2 separate regions of the Sus scrofa genome follow, and region 2 is linked to region 1. The links are chromatin contacts, called in public Hi-C maps. All regions are on one chromosome and are shown on one strand. Each heading gives the region's core, a stretch centred on a gene start, on an enhancer-like site or on the middle of the called end of the contact. The rest is flanking DNA. Distances are from core to core; before and after follow the strand shown.

What was found. A called contact is a pair of places that touch in the nucleus more often than the background predicts.
Region 2: a Hi-C map of retroperitoneal adipose tissue shows a contact between it and region 1, with 2.8 times the contacts expected there. The contact joins two enhancer-like sites. A contact is called at or near these places in 10 of 47 Hi-C or Micro-C datasets (embryonic fibroblasts, epiblast stem cells, fetal heart ventricle and 6 more) and 2 of 2 datasets of contacts at active chromatin or transcription factors (alveolar macrophages and skeletal muscle).

What each region holds. Positions count from the first base shown.
Region 1 is chr17:51,021,658-51,026,345 of Sscrofa11.1, forward strand. No RefSeq gene overlaps it. Among named protein-coding and RNA genes, the nearest start is that of ZNFX1, 65 kb to the left of the region's middle. Within about 2 kb of position 2,329, at least 12 of the 83 cell types and tissues checked have an H3K27ac peak or open chromatin away from gene starts, as enhancers often do. A contact at or near this core is called in omental adipose tissue and retroperitoneal adipose tissue, where this site is marked.
Region 2 is chr17:51,233,925-51,238,171 of Sscrofa11.1, forward strand. No RefSeq gene overlaps it. Among named protein-coding and RNA genes, the nearest start is that of PTGIS, 36 kb to the left of the region's middle. Within about 2 kb of position 2,752, at least 21 of the 83 cell types and tissues checked have an H3K27ac peak or open chromatin away from gene starts, as enhancers often do. A contact at or near this core is called in omental adipose tissue and retroperitoneal adipose tissue, where this site is marked.

The DNA.
Region 1 (4,688 bases), core at 1,079-3,578:
CCACTTGTCACATCAACCCTCCCCCAGGGAGGAGGTGAGTCTGGCCAATTGTCAAGTGATTTGTTCTGTAGGGATTCTTTTTTTTTTTTTTTTTGGCTGCCCCTTGGCATATGGAGTTCCTGGGCCAGGGGTCAGATCTGAGCTGCAGCTGCAAACTAAGCCGCAGCTGCGGCAATGCCGGATCCCTAACCGACTATGTTGGGCTGGGGATTGAACCCAAGTCTCAGTGCTCCCAAGATGCTGCTGATCCCTTTGCGCCACAGAAGGAGCGCCCATTTGGATTCCTGATGGAACTTCATGGCTGCCTGAAGCTTGTTTAAATGCCCATACATTAATTGTGAAAATTGAGCTCCCGATCAACTTTTTAAAAGCTTGTCACAGCACCATCTGTTTGGCGTTTGTCACTATTGCATTACATAAGAGGAAAGACATTTTTAAAGAATGCGGCTGCATTTAGTAATTGGATCGCCGGAGAGGAGCCAAGCTGGGGCGGATGGCACTGTGATCTGGGGTGCGGCGGCCTCCCCAAATTCCACGCGGTCTTGGCAGAGACCTGAGTGCAGCCCAGCTAGAGAGACAGGCCTATGGTGGCTTCTTTTCCTCTTGCCGTCTTCTCTCTCTCTTAATTTTCCCCCTCCCTTATTTGTGCTCTCTCACCCCAGATCATTTCTGTCGAATATTCGTGATAACCCAATGACGTCACTTCTGGAAGCCTCAATTTCCTCATCCGGAAAGCGGGAATAATAATATAGGGCTGCTGTGAGGTTTCAGTGCATTGATACATACAGTGCCTGGTGCTTAGTGCGCGCTTGATGGGGGCGAGCTATTATGTCTGATACACAGGGGGGCCAAACATATGTCCATTTTTCTTCCTTTTCCCTGGCCTTCCATTTGATTCAGCAAGTATTTAGGAAGTGCCTATCTTGGAGGCAGGGCTGGCTTCACGGATATGCATCCTGGGCAGTGGTGCAGGACCCTGTGCTCCAAAGGGCCCCACATTCAATTCATTGCTCATTCGTTGTTGTCTTGAGATTCTCAATCGTGGTCTTTTTTTTTTTTTTTTTTTTTTTTTTTTTTTTTTTTAGGGCCACACCAACCACATATGGAAGATTCCCAGGGAAGGGTCAAATCGGAGCTGCAGCTGCCAGCTTACACCACAGCCACAGCAATGCAGGATCTGGGCCTTATCTGCAGTCTACACTGCAGCTCATGGCAATGCTGGATACTTAACCCACTAAGCGAGGCCAGGGACTGAACCCAAGTCCTCATGGATACTAGTCGGGTTCGTTACCATTGAGCCACAGCAGGAATTCCTTTCAATCGTTTTTGAACAAGGTCCCCTGCAAATTATGAAGCTGGTCATAAGAATGACCAGCTAGAGTGATGGGCAGTTAGAATGATATTATGTTTTATTGGCCTGCTTGATATTTACTCTTTTTTTTTTTTTCTTTTGTCTTTTTAGGGCTGCACCCATGGCATATGGAGTTTCCCAGGCTAGGGGTTGAATCAGAGCTACAGCTGCCGGCCTCCACCACAGCCATAGCCACAGCAGATCTGGGCCATGTCTGCGGCCTACACCACAGCTCAAGGCAACGCTGGATCCTTAACCCACTGAGCGAGGCCAGGGATCGAACCCAAAACCTCGTGGTTCCTAGTCAGATTCGTTTCCACTGTGCCACGACAGAAACGCTTTTTCTTTTACTCTTAGCTGGTTCTTTTACTCCAAGTCTGAGGGCTACCCTCTAGAAGCTGGAAACTGGACCTGCAGCAGCCGGCTCTGAGGTCACCTTCCTCTTGCCATCTTAAGCAGCATCCCTTGGCCAAGTTCATGTTCTGTCCCTCTACCTGCAGTGTCACACCTTGGAGCTGCCCCGCTGGAGTTAAAAACATCACTCTTAGAGAAGGGTCTTCTGTTCCTAAATAGGCCAGGTCACCCCTGCCTCAGGACCTTTGTACATGCTGCACTTTCTTCCTGGAATATTCTTTCCCTGTATCTTTGCATGGCTATCTGCTTATTCTGGTCTAGGTCAAGTGTCACCTCTCAGAGAGGCCTTAAGTAGTCCCTGCCCTGATCCCTCTAGTGGGATCCACATTCATCTAGATCATTTTCTTCCCAGAACTCTTTGTTGTCTGTCTCCCAGAGGCCCTGGTCTATTTTGGTCATTGCTGTATCCCCAGCACCTACATCACTGCCTCGCACATGGTAGGTGCACAATAATTATTTATTGAATGAATGAATGACTGAGCTCTTTAACTCTTCATGGCTACACTGTAAAGCAGGGACAGGAGGGGAAGCAACAGCTCAAGGTCACAAAGCCAGGAAGGGGCAGGAAGGAAGGCGGGGACCAGGTGCCCTGCTTCCAAGCTTCCTGTGGTCCCCAGATGGGAACAGGGGAGACCTGTGGACCTCTAGGCCCCTTCAGCCACCCAGAAGGGGTCAAGTGTGGAGTGAGGCTCAGGGAACGGCTTCTGAATGTGGTAAGAGTGAGCCAGCCAGGCAGCCAGGAGGCGGGACTGTTTATAGGAGCTGGAGACCATCACCATGACAACTGGACAGCCTACAGCTTCCAGCTGTCACCAGGGATGCAGATTTGCATTTGGCTAGGATGCAATGAGGACAATGGGGACAGGAAGTGACAGAGGGGTGGGGACCCCAAACACCAGTCTGGGAGGAGATTTCTGTTCTGAGAGTTGCCAAAAAACAGAAGGACCTGGTGATATCACATAAGTGTGTGTGTGTGTGTGTGTGTGTGGAGGAGGAGAGTCTGGGCTATGTGGAGCCAGGATGCTGGGTTTGAATCCCTGCTCTGCCACTTCTGCATTGTGACATCTTATGCAAGTGATTTAAGTCAGTGCCTTGGTCCCCTCCAAGGTAAACTGGGGAGAGACACAGTCCCTTTTAGGGCTGCTGTGATGGTTAAGGGAGATAATATTCTTACCTCGCTTAGGATGTACCTTGCTTGTTTACTAGGTTCTAGAAATCAACTTACATCTGACCTTTCGGTTGCCTTCTTTCTGAGTAGTGGGAAATTTGGTCTCAGTGATTCTCAGGGGTCCCCACTTCCCTGACTTTTTTTTTTGTCTTTTTAGGGCTGCACTCATGGCATATGGAACTTCCTAGGGTAGGAGTCAAATCAGAGCTGCAGCTGCCAGCCTACACCACAGCCACAGCAACACCAGATCTGAGCCACGTCTTCACCCTACACCACAGCTCATGGCAACGCTGGATCCTTAACACACTGAGTGAGGCCAGGGATTGAACCCGCATCCTCATGGTTACTAGTTGTGTTCCTTACCACTGAACCACGATGGGAACTCCTCTCTGGCTTTTTCATTCACTTAACAAATATTTATTGAGCACCCAATCTGTGCAAGTCAATGTCCCAGGGGCTGGGAACACAACAGTGAAAAAAGCAGACAAAAATCTCTGCCTCGCCTGTGTAGCTGGAATTTTAGCAGGGTAGACATTAAATATGATAAAAAGTTCACACAACAGGCCAGTAGTTGAAGCTCGAATTCAAACCCAAGTCTCTCTGCCTCCTGAGCTTTTCTTCCATTCCACATTGTTGGGACTCTGGACAAGAGGGTCCTTGGAGATAATAGACAAAAGACCTGAGTCGCATTGTGGCCACTATTTTGCTGCGTGACCTTGGTCAAGTCCTTTTTCCAACATGACCTTCAGTTTCTCCATCTGTAAAATGGGGAACATAGTAGTGCCTACACCATCTGGTTGTCATGAAGCTTAAATGAAAAAACCCAGGTAAGTAAAGTGCTTAGGACAGGGCTGGGCAGGTAGCAGTGAACGTGAGTTTTATGATCACGGCTGATTTTTGGAGGAGAGGAAGGGGGTCTGTGGCTTCTTCCTTGCCTGCAGCCACCGTGCTCCGGGCCTCCCCACTGATCACAGCTTCCCAGCAGCCCTCAGGCGGCACCTTCATCCATCTCCTGATAGATGCGCAGACCTGGCTCGCTTACCCGGGAAGCAGGCACTTAAGGAGCTGCTTCCCCGGTTTCTCTTTTAATTTTCATTATATAAATTTCACATTTCCTGGAATAGAGATCTTGAACGGCTGGACTCATTTGGAAATCGAGTCAGCAAAGGCCTCATTTATATTAATGGGGCCGCTGGTCTGGGTCTCAGGCGGGCAGAGACAAGGATGGATGGTAGCAATTCCCAGCGGAGCTGCTCCAGGCTGAGCTCTCGGACACCGGCTTGGAGGAGCGAATGCCTCTGGGTTTAGCTGAGATGATTCCCGGTTTGGGAGAGGCTCCTGGATGCAAGGACTGTGCTGTTCCCTGACTTAAACCCCTCTGTGGCTGCCCACTGCTCTCTGAGTAATCCTGCTTGACCAAGTCCTATAAGTTGGGTCCCTGCTGATGCCTGCCACCTCCTATCTCCTACCCTTCCCCTCACTCATCCCTCTGCAGCCACGCTGGCCTCCTAAGCGTGTTCCTACCTCAGTGCCTTTGCACTTGCTATGCCTTCTGCCAGAAGAGCTCTCCCAGCTCTTCTGGTGACTTGCTCTGCCTGTCGGCCAGATCTTATCTCACAGTCACCACCTCTGGGGGGGTCTTCCCTGACTGCCTGTCTGGAGTGATACTCCCCAGTCAGCCTATATCACCACCTGTTCATTTTCTGCATAGCGCTGAGCAGTACATGTATCTTCTTGTTTACTAGTGTGTTTTTT
Region 2 (4,247 bases), core at 1,502-4,001, 210 kb after region 1:
TTCTTGTCTGCAGGAGACAGGCTTCACTCAGCCTCCTTGGCCTTCCTTGAATTCCAAAGGGCAGGTTCAGACGGTTGTTAAGCAGGGAAGGGAGGGGATGCAGAGACCAGGGAGGAGCAGTCAAGAGAAAAGAGCAGGAGTTCCCAAAGCCTCCGCAGCGGGCTAAGAATTCAACTGCAGTGGCTCAGGTCACCGCAGAGCTGTGCGTTCAATTGTCAGCCCTGCACAGTGGGTTAAAGGAGCCGGCATCGCCATAGCTGTGGCTTGGATTCAACTCCAGGCCCAGGAACTTCCATATGCCATAAAAAAAAAAAAAAAAGAAAAGAAAGAAAGAAAGAAAAGGAAAAAAAAGAAAGGGAGAAAGGAAGAAAGAAAAGGAGAAACAATAGTGCAGCCTTGTGGGAGGGGCCTGGTTCCTCCTGGAGGGATACAGACAACAACGTTTTTGAGCGCTTCTGCAGAACTAAAACCCCCAACAAACAGAAGAGGTCAACTCTTGATGAAGTTCCAGAAAAGAAGGTCATGGGCGAGGACCTCAAGGACCACCAGACCCCGCCCCAGGATGCCTGACACCAGCTTTGAAGAGGAACACAAGCTGGCGACTTCCCTGAGGCGTGTCTGTGTTCCACCCCCAACCCCTCAGACCCCCTCCTGTCCCTCCCCAGAGAGGCCGCCGTCTTTAGGGCCTCAGCTGCCCGCCGGGCAAAGCAATAAAAGCTGCGCGTTTCTGCTTCGCCCCAAACTCGGGCTCCGCGTTTCTAACTCAGACAGAGGCCAAATTTCAGCAACACGTGTGTCCCTAGACACTGTATTTTGTCTTGCCCATTTAAAAAACAAAACAAAACAAACAAAAAGAAACAGCAGTTCCTGCTGTGGAGCAACGGGATCAGTGGCATCTTGGGAGCGCTGGGACACAGGGTCCACCCGGCCCGGCACAGTGGGCTAGGGATCCAGCATTGCCGCAGCAGCGGCTTAGGTTGCAGCTGTGGGGTGGATCTGATCCCTGGCCTGGAAACTCCATATGCCACCGCGTGGCCAAAAAAGAAAAAAAAAAATTTTTTTTTTGATATCTTTTCAGTCTTTGCATTTCTGTTTTCCCCACTAACTGTTTCTTTTCCTTACACTTTATCTGGTGCAGAACCCTGGGCCGTCTGATGTGTTCACTTCCCCGGCCAGCTTGTGCTGATTTTATCACAATGGTGTGTCCAATACACACTACCCTGGGCATTGCCTGCAAAATGGCAGCTGAATCTCAGAAATTTGCGTGGAACGAGGACCGGAGAGGAGCCTGGCAGTAGCCGAGAAAGTTCGGAGTGCCCACGTGACCTGACCGCAGCTCGGCCAGGCGAGACATCCAGTCTCAACAATCCATCCTGGCTCCTCTCCCCAACGCGGACCCACCCCCACCTCAGGAAATTTCCAGCGCCGAGGCTGGCTCGTCCCAGTGGGAGCTGGCAGCAGAATGGCCGGTAATTTTAGCTGTTCCTCTTCCCTAAAATTATTTCCCATCTGGAAAAGGTTTCCAAACCCTGCCCAGGAAAGAGTTGGTGCAGGGAACATTTTTCTATTAAAAACAAAATAAGACCAGTCACCGAATGTTGAGTTTCTGCAGGCCAGGCTCTGGAGGCTTGGCTGAGCGCCAGCTGTATACGCTCCTTGAGGGGCTCTGCCAGGGAGGAACGGAAGGCGGGAGGGATGGGGGGCTCCATTCCCAGGATCCCCCATCCCACCCTGGTCTGGGGGCAGAGCCTGGGAGGGCCCCGATGAGCTGAGAAGGGTGTGGGCTGAGGGCGCTGCTCTAGGTCACAGGGGGCATCAGGTCCCAGGGAGGCCGGCAACCCTGAGCGCTTCAGGGAGAAAACTGCCCTGGCTGCTAACATCTCCTTACCACCTTGTTCACTCGCCCTGCGAACAAAAAGCTCCAGCTAGGCCCCTGCTTCCCCGCTGGGCTGGCAAGCAAGAACCTGGCAGGGATGTGCTGGCGTTATTTAGCTCTTATTGTATTTATTTTCACTGCTGTCTGCAATTCATTACAGGACTTTTCCATTTCTGCTAATGATATATTGTTTCCTTTGTACAGAAACAGGTTTAGTTTAGAAAAGGTTAAGGAAGGCAGAGAGCACAGATAAGACAGAATGCAGAGCCAACTAGAGTTTGGGACACTCTGGTACCAGAGATAAGAGGACAGGTCTGAGGGCCTGGGCTCGAATCCTGCTTCCGACCCTTGTGGGCTGTGTGATCTTGGGCAAATCACTTGCCCTCTCTGAGCATTGTTTTCTTTTCTTTTGTTTTTTGGTCTTTTAAGGGCTGCACCCATGGCATATGGAAGTTCCCAGGCTAGGAGTCAAATTGGAGCTGTAGTTGCCAGCCTACACCACAGCCACAGCAACACGGGATCCAGGCTGTGTCTGTGACCTACATCACAGCTCATGGCAACACCAGATTCTTAACCCACTGAGTGAGACCAGGGATCGAACCCCCATCTTCATGGATGATAGTTGGGTTCGTTACTGCTGAGCCACCATGGGAACTCCTTTTTTTAAATTTAAATCCATAAAAGAAATGAAAATAATAGCACTTCCCTCACAGTTATCTCTGAGGATTCAATAAGAGAATGCTGGGAAAACACTCAGCCCAGTGCCAGGCACATGAATCAGCAAACTCATTCATTCAGCCAGAACTCATTAAATATCTCTCCCGAGTTCACGGAGTTCATGGTGGTTCCTCAAAACGTATATTCCAAGCCCAGCCCTCCACTTCCTGGCTGTGTGAGCAAGCAGCCCCACCCCGCTGAGGCTCCGCTTCCCCATCTGTAAAAGGGAGACAGTGATAGGTGGTAGTCCTTTGAGATTCCCACAGGAGGTGGAGGTTGCTTTCTGGGACCCCACGGCACCCTCTGTCCTGTATCTGACCCCCCGTAGTCTGTCCCTGCCTCTGAGTCTCAGTGAATTGAGCCCCAGCATCTCTTTAACGCTCTTTGAGCCGGGCTTGGCTATTGAGGTTCCTTGAGCCATCCCAGAGCCTTTGCACGCATTGTCCCTTCAGTCTGAAAAATCCTCCTGCTTCCAGATGGGTAACTACTGTTCCTCCCAGAAAAGTCAGGCAGGCTTCCTCCCCTCCCCTGAAGCATCCTCTGAGGCTGGGTCAAGCCATCCCAGCTCTGCAGACCTCTGACATGTTCTGAGTCTCTGATATAACGGGTCCATGCCTATTTTATCTTATTTATTTTGTCTTTTAAGGGCCATACCCTCGGCATATGGAGGTTCCCAGGCTAGGGGTAGAATCGCAGCTGTAGCTGCCTGCCTACATCACAGTCACAGCAATGCAAGATCTGAGCTGAGTCTGCGACCTGCACCACAGCTCACATCAATGCCAGATCCTTAACCCACCGAGTAGGGCCAGGGATCAAACCCACTTCCTCATGGATACTAGTCAGATTCGTTTCCACTGAGCCGTGACGGGAACTCCCATGAATATTTTAAATAAATAATTATGCTCTACTACAGGCCACGGCCTCAGGCATTTACTTCCTCCCTCTTCCGCCTGCAGATACAGTCACCCCCTCCCCAAAGGAGACCACGCAAATGTCTAATACATACAATCATGGCTCACGATCCAAAGGCACGCACTCTGCCTCCATACACAGAACACACATTGTGGAACAGCATCACTCTGGCTAGTGATCGTACCTGTCTGGCCTCAGTTGCCACCTCTGAATAATGGGCCAGTAATAGGACCTGCTCATTCTGGCTGTTCTAAGGGTCAAGCTAACATATGTGGGAAACACTGAGCACAGTGCCTGGGAAAGCATAAGGGCTCAATGCAGGGCAGAAGAAAGGCATCTCTTGGTAGGACAGCCTTCTCAGACCAGGCTAGGACCGGAGTGAGGCAAATGAAATGCCTAGGGTGCCACGTGTAAGAAGATGCTCACTCTCTGGCCCTGCAGACCCAGATTCTGGGAGCCACAGATCTCTGCTTCCCTCTGCTGGTCATGCTGCAGAATGACATGTCTTCCCTCTGCTCCCAAGGATCCCTGACCCCCACCCTCAGAGCTGGCTGCAAGGAGGGCACTTCGCCAGCGTTGAGGGACAGGGCCTGCTTCTGTCCACGTGGGAGTCTCAGTTCCTTCACCCCTAAAATGAGGTATGAGGACCTGTCTCAGTGCATGGCAAACAGGAGGCACTCCTCAAATTTCAATGTCTTTCCCTCAATACCAGCATTTAAGGAGCACCTACTGTGTGCGAAGG